3 separate regions of the Sus scrofa genome follow, and regions 1 and 3 are each linked to region 2. The links are chromatin contacts, called in public Hi-C and HiChIP or PLAC-seq maps. All regions are on one chromosome and are shown on one strand. The core of a region is the stretch at or near the end of the contact, and the rest is flanking DNA. Distances in the headings are between cores, read along the strand shown.

Region 1 (4,264 bases), core at 348-2,847, 86 kb before region 2:
ATTCCCTCAGCTCCTCACAGGCTCCGGAAGCTGAAGGGGAAGACAGAGCTGAGGCAGCGGTAGGAATGGGCTCCCCCTCCTAGGAGAAGTCCCATCCAGTCCTGCCCTGCCCACCTGTCCCTACACTCCTTCCCCAGCCTCTCCGATCTTGAGAGGCAGTTACACGGAGCTGCCTCTTGCTCTGTTTTCTCCACCCTGGGCCAGCAGAGGATACTGCTGAGTAATCCCAAACTCACAGAGGATCCCCAGCCCTGAAAACAGAGCAATGCCCAAGAAAACCTACTGATCCTAGTCCTTGCCAACCTGGGAAAAACATCTGTGTTTCCTTGCAATGGCTTCTATTCCACAGACTCTGCCCTGCCCCAAATACCCCAGCCCTGTGGCCCTGGGACAACCACACGGAGAAGCTCAGTGCCCCTTTCTCCACTTTCCACGCACCTGGTAGGTGACATGCCCTTCCCAGGCCCCCAGACACCAGGCTGCACAGAGTAACAGCAGCCACCCGCCTGCAGGATTCCCAGTCATGATGTTGCATCAGCCCCCACCCTACCCAAAATATCCTCACCCCCACCACCTCCTCTCCAGCCATCTCCATGGTGACAGCAGCATGACTAATGACACCCTATCAGCTTCAGACTCAGGAGCGCAATTCCCCCTCTCCCTTATCCCCCCAACCCCCCCGGGGATTTCTGCAGATTGGATGCAAACCAACAGTGCCAGGGACATTCTCGAGAGATTTCCAGAGGCAAGGGTGGGGAGTGGGTTGCATGTCTTAAAAAAAAAAAAAAAAACCAGTTCAACAAACCCAGTCCCAACTGCACCCAAACCATCCAGCTGAGAAAGCAAAAAGAATCCAAACAAAACCCACACAGGCCTGAGAATTCATTGGCCGCCCACACCCCCGCCGCCCCTCCCCCTCAGCTGCTGCTACACACACAGTGGGAGATTAAGGGATCACCAGAGGAGACCCTTTATTTTTATCCAATCCAGTCAAACACTTCACCCCTACCACACACACACACACACACACACACACACACACACACACACACACAAGGTACCTTGACAGCTGCCCCTTGTCCCCACGGCCCGGCTCCTTCAGCAGCCTTTATTTCCACCTGCAAAAGAAGCCGGAGAGACTGATGAGCCAGGCTGACACCAGGAAAGCAGCAAAGTCCTTCTGCTGCACCCCCAGCGGCGCTGCAGGGGAAGCGGGAGAAGGGGAGGCAGGGGGCCTCGGAAAGAAAGGATAGCAGGGACCATCTTCCTGCCTCCAGCTGCCACCCAGACGCGCGGTGGATGGGCTCATTCGCCTTCCAGAGTGTTTTTGTTTTCATTTCTCCTTTTTCCATCCTCCCAAGATCCAGGAGGACTCTGCCCCTCCTCCTGCGTCCGGTCTGGCCTCGTCCCTCCCCGCCCTGCCCGCTCTACCTCGGCCGGCCTCCTCTGGTGCATCGGCCGGCGGGCCTCCCATTATCCCCGCCGGAGCGCACGGAGGGAGGCACTGCAGAGGCGGCGGCGGCCAGCTGCCGGCTTGGCTCCCCTCCCCGCCGCCGGCGAGGCTGGTGTGGAGGGGGCGGCGCGCTCGCCAGCCAATCCCTGCGGCCGGCCGAGCGGGGGCAGGGCCGCCGGGGGCTGGACCTGCCCAGTTGGGAGGCGGGGGCACCGCCAAGGGTGCCGCGGAGCCGTGCTGGCTGCGGCCCAGGCCCGCCACTCCCGGCAGGCAGGGGATCCCGGGACACCCCCGCCTCCTCCCGAGAGTCGGGGCCGAAGGTACTACCCAGAGGCATCCTCTGCATCTAGCGGGTCAAAGACAGACTGCGCCTGGGGTAGAGCTGATGTTGGCGGGATTCCCCGCCTCGGGCCACTCTCTAACCCTAGGACACCAGCAAACTGCCTCATCCTAGCAGCAACTAGGACAGTGCCAGGCGCTATGATAAGAGCAACGGCCCCTGCAATCTTCCAAGAAAGAAAAAAAAAAAAAAAAAAAAAGGCTTGGCAATATGAACCTTCACCCCGTTTTGCACATAAGGAAACAGGCAAGATAAGTGAAGTAACTTACCCAAGGTGACACAGCTAGAGCAGGGCAGCACGAGGACTTCAGCCAGGTCTGACTGGCTCTCAAGACCAGACTCTTAACCATTATGCAGTCCTACTCCGCCCCCCCTCTGACAGATTTCTTCCTGAAGCCCACACTGCCTGTGGCTCAAAGCCTCACCAAGTCAGAGGTGCCCTCCCTTGCACACAAACACCCACATGGCATCTTAGGATCACTCATCCCCGGTGCCTGAACAGACGCCACCCCCTCCATACAGCCTCACCACCACACTCAGTGTCTCCTCCTCTTTTAGAAAGGCCACGTGAGGTGATGCCCCCAGATCTCAGGGCTTCCCATTCCCTGGAGAGGCTGAGGAGGGGAGGCAGCGCCAGACCTCCAGTTCCCAGACTCTGAGCCTCTGGAGGCTGCAAGCCCCAGGAGACAGAAGGAGAAAGAACGGAAAAGGGAGGGGAAAGCCCTGCAATTCCTAGGCACCCCAGGGCACATCCTGCCTCACTCCATCCCCTCCCCATAGCTGAACGCCCCAGAGCCTCCGCCTTCCAGGAACGGGCCTTCCATGGGCTCTGGTACTCACACATCTGGTTCAGGTCCTGGTTCTCCTATCTAGCTGCAGGACCCGGGCAGTGGCACCTCGCTTCTTAGCCTACTTTTGTTCATCTGCAAAAGAGAACTACAAAAGCAGCTACCTCATCCACAGTTGTGAGGACTCCTAAAAAAATGAAACACAGTGCCCGCCAGTGTAGGCACTGCTAGTTACCACTCTTAACTACTGAGAGAGCTCACTGTGTGACTGTGTGCTACTTCTCATACTAGAGAAGAACTAGTTAGGATATGAAAGAGTTCATTTCAGTGACGCACTCTGCTACCAGCTTCACCGCACCTGCCCAATAACTCCCCCTCCCTGAAGCCCAAGGGGTACTCAGAATGGGGTGAGATGCCTTAGGAAAGACATCAAAGCTGGCCTCTGGTGAGGGGATTCCAGGAGGCACCAGGGCCCACACCTGCCCCACCCTGGGGACAAAGGGCAGCCCTACTTGGCGCCTCCCTAGGGCAGGGAGGAAGGCAGGTGACAGGGCAGGGCAAGGAGCATTGTCCTCAGCCACAGGCTTCTGTTCCCCTTAGCTCTGACCTTAGCCAGGCCAAGTGAAGTGCCTCCTTCATCTTGGACCCCCAAATCCCTGCCTCACCCACCCACCCCACACCAGTCTGCCACTGGATAAGAGCAACTAACGCTGCATGGATAGCAACAATCAATACTGTTGCTGCTGCGGCTGCCACAGTTTATCAAGCCCCTGCTACGTCCCAGGCACTGTGCCAACCATGCTGTGGGAGCATCTCATCCGACTTACTCCACACACAACCTTATGGGAAAACAGGCTTAGAGATGTTAAGTTACTTGCTCATCAACTCACAGCTGGTAAGTGGGGAGGTAGAATTCCAATGCGGGCCTTTCTCATTCCAGTTCTCTGGCCCTTCTCTCCTAGAGAACCCCAGGGAAATGCAAAGAAGGATGGTGTCCCTTGAACCAGACCACTTCCCTTTAAGCTGTGGCTCTGAGAATAGTAATATGTTCATGCTTCAGAGACTCGGCCATGCTGCTCCTTGCCTAGGTGCCCCCGCCTCTCCCCCACTCTGCAAGCTAATACAGTGCAAGGCTTAATCCAAACATTACCTCCCTCTGCTGCCTTCCCAGCTCATCCAGCCCCCATGAGCATCACCCTCTCCTCTCAGGGCCTCTTCTAGAGCAGCCACAACCAAGAGCAGTTATTTATTTACATGGCCATCTTCCCCACGTGGGCAGGGGCCCTGTCTTCCCCACTCGATAGGCTCTGCACAGAGATGGAATGTGCTGAGCTGAGTTTCTGCACAAGGAGAGTAGAGAAGCAGGGGCTTGGGCCCTAAGATGCAGAGGCCACTCTCCTGGTCGGCCTGTTCTCTGAGGTCCCCAAGGATCAGAGGGATACTTCTCTCCTGGGAAGACAAGATTTAGCACAACTGAACCATAACCACGGCCCAGCCTTGTTCAGCCAGCACCCATCTTCCTCACAAGGCTACACAAGCCACCCTGACGCTGCCTGAACCACCTCCTGGCGCTAACTTAGCCCCACCTTCACCACAGATCCTGGCCCGGCCTCTCGAAGCCTGCAGACACCCTAGCAGAGCCCGTGGTCCCCAGGGCATCTCTATCCTACCCTGGCCCCCTGC
Region 2 (4,205 bases), core at 1,233-3,732:
TTTCCAGGAAAACGTCCAAAGGGTTGTCTTTCGAAAAAGTTGGCTTTTCTCCTGTCTCAGTGGTCATTCCTTCTCAGTCTCTTTTGCTGGTTCCTTCCCATCACCTCAATTTCTGTAACATTTGCATGCCCATCAACACACATAGGTTCCTGGCTTTCAATACTGTCTACATGTATAACTAGAGTCCAGGGAGACTCTCAATTCTGGACTCAGATATCCAATGGGCTATTCAACATTCCTATTTAGATATATAATAAGCATACAAAAACCTAACACGGCCTAAAACCAAAAACTGGAAATGACCCTCTGCCCCCAGGCTGTTCTTCTCACTCTTCTCCATCTAAGAAAATTGGATCTTTTTTTTTTTTTTTTTTTTTGGCTGCACCTGCACCATGTGGAAGCTCCCAAGGCCAGGGATCAAACCCATGCCACAGCAGCAACCCTAGCCATAGCAGGGACACCACCAGGTCCTTAATCTGAGGTACCACAAGGGAACTCCAGAAATCCCCCTTTCAAGGGGCTGAGGCTGAAATGATTAGACATTACTAACCTCTCTTTATCTTATATTCCTCATCTTTCTGTTACCAAATCCAGTGGGCCCTATTTTCAATGTAACTAGAATCTAATCACTTCTTACCACCTCCACTGTTACTGCCCTGTTCCAACATACCATAACTCATCATTGCAACAACTTCCTGACACCTTCTATTTTCAACACAGAGTGATCTTTTTAAAATCTAAGTCAATCATCATGTCACTTGACTGCTCAAACCTTCCAATTGTTTCCCTTCACAATTAGAATAAAAATCCATGATGGACTACAAGGCCTAGGCAAGGGGTGGCTAGTTTACCTTCTGACCTCATCATCCCCACACTCCCCACTGCCCACTCCATTCCAGCCACAGCAGCTTTCCTCTCTGAACTTCCCATCTAGGGGGCCTGTGCACTAGGTTCTCACTCTGCCTGGAAGATTCTTCTAACCCTCACCTTCCTTGGGTTTTTGCTTAAATGTCACCTTCTCAGTGAGGCCTGATTACTCAATTTAAAATTGCAACTTCCCTCAATCCCTGATCCCTGAATTTCCTCTATCATGCTCATAACCAATATACTGTTTACTTTGTTTAATTTATGTTGTTTACTGTCTCTCTCTCTCTCTACTAGAGCTCCCTGAGAGCAGAGATTTTTATTTGTTCTGTTCACTGCTGTGTCCTCAGGGACAAAACCACTGTGGGATTGTAGAAATTGCTCACAGGGCTATTTCTTGAATGCATAAAATGAGAAATTTTCAGTATGCTGCTAGAATGTCTTCAATACTTTACACTTGCTAATCCCTTTTCAGGGCTTAGCAGCTTAATAGGTAAAAGTCTTAAGTTAGAATTTAGTAACATTATATTGAAATGCTTTGCTTTCATTTTATTTAAGATCCAGTGGGTCTCTCACTGGATTGCCAGGTGAAATAAGGACACCCAGTTAAATCTGTATTTTAGTTTTTCTTTTCTTTTTTTTTAAGTGTATGTCCCAAATATTGCATGGGACACATACTAAAACATTATTCGTTATCTGAAACACTATTTTCAATGGGCATTCTTTTTTTCTCCCCTAAATCTGGCAATCTTATTATTACTATTATTATTATTTGTCTTTTTTTTTTTTTTTGCCTTTTCTAGGGCCGCACCTGCAGCATACGGAGTTTCCCAGGCTAGGGGTCTAATCGGAGCGGTAGCGGCCGGCCTACACCAGAGCCACAGCAACGCGGGATACGAGCCGCGTCTTCGACCTACACCACAGCTTATGAAAACGCCGGATCCCCAACCCACTGAGCGAGGCCAGGGATTGAACCCGCAACCTCATGGTTCCAAGTCGGATTCCTTAACAACTGAGCCACAACGGGAACTCCTAGCAACCTTATCTTAGGGGAAAAAAAAGAACTTGCACCCTGCTCCTTATTTCTATTTTGTTCTATCAAAACAAGCTAACTCTTGTCCTATCTGTGGACTGCGTGGCTTCTATGCCCCAATAAACGTGTCTCTGTGGGAGAGAACTGAGGCTTGACGCCTGAAAAATCAGAGTCAAAGGCCCAGAGTGCACTTAAGGGGAAAAGGCCTGGCAGCTCAGTCCGGCCACATCAGTCGGGGAGGGAGGGGGTTGCAAGCCCAGCTCCCTTTTGCAGCCTCTCAAGCACCTGCTCTGCGGAGGCCGAGGCTTGGCAGCTACTTTCTGGCCCTTACCAATGTTGCCTTCGATGGAGAGCCTTCGGGGCCCGCGCCCCGCGTGCAGACCCCTGGAGGGGGGCCCGCCCTTGACTGGGCTCTGAGCCATGGATTTGGAGGATGATCGCAGCAGCCTTAGATAGAGCCGAAGCGCGGTCATCACACCCACGATTCACGCAGCGATCACTTCCGCCGAGAGCCGTTCCGCCCCCGGTAGCGCAGTACACGCACTCCGGCGCGCCTTCTACGTCAGGCGATCGCCAGGCAGGAAGTGGGTGGGGTTGAGAGGACTGGAGGGGAGGGGCCAAAGGGAAGCTCTGTTCTCGCGATGTTCGTGGGAGGGTGTAACGAAAAGGAAGACGCCTGATGTAGGCAACGGGGAAGATTGCTGATGAGAGGTGCTGCTGTAGGATTTGCACCTTCTTTTTTGTTCACTGGACAAATAGCACTTAAAAAGAGACATAAATTAACGGTCTCAGCGCCTTTGCCTTTTTGTATCACTGTAACATAAATTTCACAACTGAAGACAAAAATAATTGTAATTTTAAGCGACTCCCCCACCCCCCGCCCCCACGTTGTCTGGTTTTTATTCTGACACAGGAAGAAGTTGGACGGTTTTCAGTAGGAAGAAGATGCAACCTGAAGATTTACACAAATTAACGTTTTCCCATGCCCTGTTAATTCGTGGCATAATGCTGGCACCTTTTTGAATACGTTAAATTCATCAACTACACCCCACCTCTTATTTTGCTTCTTGAATGGATAAACAAACTTTTGCCCCATCAATTTGCATAGTAGCCAAATATTCTGTAAGGATAAAGAGGGTGGAAGCTCAGGGACGCGTGTGGAACTCGTTTAAACCAGATAAACTGGGTTCTGTGGGCGTGAGCAATGGCGGAGGCGAGGTGGCTGGTGGGGATTCAGAATGGGATTTGTAAAAGCTTGGGAAAAGCCAGGATAAAGAGAGACTTTCTAATGCATAAATGTATAAAACTGGAATCCAGCAGTCGGTGGAGAATTGTGTTTTGCAGAAGGACAGGGACAATTCTGAGCTGCTGCCACCGGATGAGGCCCTAACAGGCTTTGTCCTGCCACACCCCATGGATGTAACGACTTTAGAACTAAGGATTTATGAAATGTTGTCAAATGATGCCTCCACCTTCCACAAGAGTCAAACCGGGAGGCAACAGGCAAACCAGCATTCTGGCAGCAATCTTAGATGAGGGAGGTTTTAGGAAACCATTCTGTTTGCCAGAATCAGTAGGGCGGGGCCAGTGACTGGGACAACTGTTTGCAAATCTGGCACAGGAATTTTTTCCTATATTAATGTTTATATGGGATGGCTGAAATGACATTAGTATACTATATTCCCATACAATCTAATTAAAAATAGAGTGTACATTTTATTCAGGATAGCCTGGGTGGGTCGCAGGCAGCTAAAGTCTATCCCATCCCCCACTCCCACTCCCACAGCTACTTCTGTGTAAGAATACTGCTTACCTTTCTTTCCTTTCCTTTCCTTTTTGTTTTTTTTCTTTCTGAGCCACAGCCACGGCATAGGGAAGTTCCTGGGTCAGGGGTCAGGAATTGAGTCCGGGCTGGAGCTGCAATCTACACCACAGCTTGTGGCAACGCTGGATCCTTAACCCATTGAGCAAGGTCGGGGATTAAACCGCATCCTCACAGAGACAACGTGGAGTTCTTAACTGTTGAGCCGCAAGGGGAACTTCCGCCACAATGCATTTTTTCCATTCTACTCTTGATGGACATTTGAGAGTTTCTAGATTTGGGCTATTATGAGTTATGTTTGCTGTGAATATACTTGAATATATCTTTTGATAAAGTGAAGTATGCATTTCTCTTGGACATATGCCTACAGGTGGCATTGCTGCATGGCTGGTTATATGTATGCTCAGCTACTAAAGATATTCCCAAAGAGCATGCAGTTCTGCAGTGTTTGTACCAGCTGACAGTGCTACCGTCAGTGAGTGAGCA
Region 3 (4,210 bases), core at 1,414-3,913, 110 kb after region 2:
CTATTCAGGCAAATCCTTAGTTAGGCCTTTCCAGATTCTGAGCCTATATGACTTATTTTTGCTCTCTAGTTCTAGCCATTTAACTTTAGCTTCCAGGCTCAGCATCGTCTTAACCTCTGAAAGAATCTTACACATTGGAGGAAGAACCTAAACAGCTCTAAACAGTTCAACACTTTGGAACTTACCATCACGTCCTATCTAAAGCCTTATTTTTATAGTTAGGATATTGTCTCATCCCATAGATCCACTTCTGCATTTTGTACCCATCAAGTTAACGGAGTCATTTCTTGGCATAATGTACCCAGTCTGTCTACCCCCCAGACTCTCCCTAACTCTTCCCATTGTCACGTTTTTTTAGAATCCCTCAAACCATTACATGGTTTTTGGGGCCTGTCAGATACTGGTAGATTTCATTAGCATCAAATGCTGAGCTGGCTGGTGCTCCAAATATCCCTTGATTCTATAGTTTCCATTCCAGGGTACTACATACCTAGTAAGGCATTCTTTTACCTCATGTTGGACCCAATCCCATCCGAAAGCCTCTTCTTTGCTAGTTTTGGAAACCCTGTTTTGCCCAGGGTTTTCTTGTGTTAAATCCAGCTGAATTTGTTCCCATCCAAGCTTGTACCTTTTAGCAAATCAGAAGTGTAAGGCCAATATAGCTTTTCTTGTGTCTGATAGATTTATATCACATCTTGTACATTGACATCGTGTCTATAGATATTTGTATCATTTGTACTTTTTGGACAGTACATGCCTATTGGATTTTTTTTTCATAAATTGCAAAAGAATATTTTAATTTGAACATGCCTACTTGCGAGTTTGCAAACTATGTTGTGCTAACATATCTTTTCTTTTTCCAAATAGCACTTTGCTAACATTGACCTGTTTGTAATTATGTGGAAGCTTTCATAATTGTAAATGTTGTGGATTTAAACTTTAAAAAAAATTTTTTTTGGCCATGCCCTCAGCATATGGAGTTCCTGGGCCTGGGGTCGAACCTGCGCCTTAGCAGCGACCTGACCCACTACAGTGACAATGCCGCATTCTTAAACCACTGAATCACAAAGGAACTCCACATGTTTTTTGTTTTGTTTTTTTTTAATCTAATGTAAGATAGGTTATCCTTTGCTGTTCCACTGGGGCAGAATTCATAGTTTTTCTAAGAGATCCCTTTTAACAGATCCCTATGCCTGATATTGTGAGGAAATCTTATGCTTGAGCTCTATTCTTATCTCTCTCTCGTATTTTTTGGTATTTCTAAAACATAAATACGTACTGTCAACATCCAGCGTGATACCAGGCACATGACAGAAACTCAATAAATGAGTGGGAATTTAAGTTGATACCATATAAATACACAGACACACACACACATATATGGCCACACTGGTGGCATATTTATGTGTGTGTGTATATGTGTGCATGTGTGTATATACATACACATACACATATATATATGGAAGTTCCTGATCCAGGGATTGAATCTGAACCGCATCTATGACCTATACTGCAGCTGCAGCAGTGCCAGATCCTTGTAACCCACTGTGCTGGGCTGGGGGTCTAACCCATGCCTCTGCATCAACCGGAGCCACTGCAGTCAGATTCTTAACACACTGCACTACAGCAGGAATTCCCAATACAATATTTTTGGAGATTAATTAGGCATTATCTTTCAAAAAAATTTTTTTTGTCTTTTTAGGGCTATGCCCTCAGCATATGGAAATTCCCAGGCCACAACCACAGCCACAGCCACACCAGATTGGAGCTACATCCTTGACCTATGCCACAGCTTGGGGCAATGCCAGATCCGTAACCCACTGAGTGAGGCCAGGGATCAAACCCACATCCTCATGGATATTAATAGGGTTTTTAACCCGCTGAGCCACAACAGGAACGCCTCTTTCAAAATTTTACATTTGTATTTCCTTCATTCCAGCAATTCTACTTCTAGAAATATAGATATAGATGTATACATGTATTAGGATGTTCACATTGCAGCCCATCTGCAGGATATTATTTTTTATTATTATTATTTTTTAAACCGAAAACTGTAAGTCCATCAATATTGGACTAGTTATATAGAGTATGGAATATTATGCACCATTAAAAGGAATAGAATGAGGAGTTCCTGCTGTGGCACAATAGGATCAGTGGCATTGGAGCACTAGGGTGCAGGTTGGTTCCCCTGCCCACCACAGTGGGTTAAGGGTCCGGCATTGCTGCAGCTGTAGCTTAGGTCGAATCTATGGCTGAGAGCTGATCCCTGGCCCAGGAACTCCATATGCTGAGGGTCGGCCAAAAAAGAAAAATGAAAGAATGGAATGAATGTATAAATAAATTGGGGAAATCAGTATCCAAGCTAGACTGCAGAATATGTATAGTATGCTGCTTTTATTTAAAATATAGGATATACATTATGTACAAATACTTATATACAAGGTACAACAAATGTGACTGTAACGTTTGTAAAATATGTTAGCACTACACAAGAAACTGGGATTGTGAGACAGCTTTCCAGGTCCTGCACTATTGTACTTCTGAGGGTACACACAAACTAACAGACCTGTGCTACCAGCCGCCCGCTAAAGAGGGCACTGCAGCCAGCAGAGTCTTGTTTACTAATCAAGTTTCTTAGTCGGCCGGCGTGGTGACGTCATCTCGACGAGCAGTGGCGCATGCGCAACAGCAAGGCGATCGGGGCGCGGCGAGGGTTGCTGCTTAGGCGCTTCCGGTTCCGGATCGAGTCTAGCTTTGGGTGCGCCGGCCTGGCGAGTTTAGCATTTTTGGCCTTCTGTGGGCGTCTTCTTGGGGGCTACATGAGCCACTGTCATCATGCTCACAGACGCTGGAGCCAGAGTTGGGTCTACTCTGGTCATTCCTCCGCCAAGAAGAAAGGTGGAAACCACATCCCGGAAAGGTAATATGCCTTGGCTCCTGGGCCTGGGCTTCAGGTCTGCGCTCTCTGCTTGTCACTGTGGCTTCCGAGCGCTTGCCCCGCCCGACTTGTGCTACGGGGCATTCATCCTCTCGCTTCGCCGTACGTAGTAGCTGGAAGGGACGGTCTGATGTTTTCATTTCTTCCCGTTGTTTTAAAAGCGAGGCTCTGGCCATTGCTTCTCGGGTAAAATGCAGAGAGACTGCTTTTTAAGATGGAAGCGGCAGTGTTGGGATTTCCTCTTAATTACTGAAATGGAGTCTCCTTCAATTCCTCAAGTTGTGCTACAGAAAATGTAATAATTGAATTTGAGTGAAAAAACCCAGCAGCGCCGCCGAGTTTTCCATCGAAAAAGTTGCTTTGTGTGGTTTCTGTTGCTTCTTAACCGGTGACATTTGGAAGATCTACCTCTGTACGTTCAAATGATTAATTTGGAGACATTGCTCATGCGCAGTAAACTCGTTTATTCCTTGAGATTTTCCTTTTTTCCTCTCTTACCACATTAAGTTCGCTTCAGTTTATCTCTTGAATTTCTTTTGAAACTGTCACCTCTCCATTAGCGTTCTAATACTGAACTTGGCTACCTGTTGCAATTAGGTCCCTACGAGTGTCTGTATATCTACTCTTGTTTCCTTTCAATCCATTCTTCACACAAGAAATATTTTTAAGACACAAAGTTGGAATATTGCTCATAAACATCTCTCAAAAGCATTTTTCCCCCCAAAGCATTGTTTTAAGAATAAAAAACAAACCCTTGACCTCTAAGACCCTGCATGGTATAGAATCTTCTCTGCTTCTAGACCCCCGTCTTTGCTACTTTTGCCTTCACTTTCTATGCTTCAGATACTCTGAATTAACCTTAGTTCAAACTCATCCTACACAAGTCAGTTCACATATTACTTTTCACTGTGATTCCTAACTTTAAGTGAAGTTCACAGTCCTTTTATCACCAGGTTTTCTTTTATATTTTAATTTTTTAAAATGAGAGTTGCAACATTTATGTCACGTCTCTCTCTCTTTTTCTTTTTTTTGCCACACTTGCAGCATGTGGAAGTTCCCCAGCCAGGGATCGAACCTGCACTACAGCAGCAACCCACAGTGGTGAAAATGCAGTGGTGAAAATGCAGGAGCCTTAACCCGCTGAGCTACCAGAGGACTCACATAAGGTTTTCTTTTAAAATATGAATTTGAAGTTCCGTACTGATTGAGTTTGATGGCATCAGTTGTATGAGGACTGAAAAGAAACCGTGAAGTCAAAGAATTGAATTTTAA

What was found. Hi-C and Micro-C count contacts between places; a contact is called where the count stands out from the background. HiChIP or PLAC-seq counts read pairs in DNA pulled down with a chosen protein or histone mark.
Region 1: a contact with region 2 is called in an H3K27ac HiChIP or PLAC-seq map of alveolar macrophages. The contact joins the enhancer-like site here to the promoter of DGUOK in region 2. A contact is called at or near these places in 5 of 47 Hi-C or Micro-C datasets (alveolar macrophages, embryonic fibroblasts, fetal liver and 1 more) and 2 of 2 datasets of contacts at active chromatin or transcription factors (alveolar macrophages and skeletal muscle).
Region 3: a contact with region 2 is called in a Hi-C map of skeletal muscle, with 7 times the contacts expected there. The contact joins the promoter of DUSP11 here to the promoter of DGUOK in region 2. A contact is called at or near these places in 5 of 47 Hi-C or Micro-C datasets (embryonic fibroblasts, heart right ventricle, liver and 1 more) and 1 of 2 datasets of contacts at active chromatin or transcription factors (alveolar macrophages).

Annotation. Positions count from the first base shown.
Region 1 is chr3:69,003,369-69,007,632 of Sscrofa11.1, forward strand. TET3 (methylcytosine dioxygenase TET3) reads right to left here. Exons shown (of 12, transcript XM_021087365.1): 2 at 1,062-1,118. Among named protein-coding and RNA genes, the nearest start is that of TET3, 15 kb to the right of the region's middle. Within about 2 kb of position 1,598, at least 58 of the 83 cell types and tissues checked have an H3K27ac peak or open chromatin away from gene starts, as enhancers often do. A contact at or near this core is called in alveolar macrophages, embryonic fibroblasts and fetal liver, where this site is marked.
Region 2 is chr3:69,088,884-69,093,088 of Sscrofa11.1, forward strand. It overlaps DGUOK (deoxyguanosine kinase, mitochondrial), which reads right to left and starts at 2,483. Exons shown (of 6, transcript XM_021087369.1): 1 at 2,229-2,483.
Region 3 is chr3:69,203,509-69,207,718 of Sscrofa11.1, forward strand. DUSP11 (RNA/RNP complex-1-interacting phosphatase) reads left to right here and starts at 2,664. Exons shown (of 8, transcript XM_003125007.6): 1 at 2,664-2,920. The coding sequence starts at 2,679.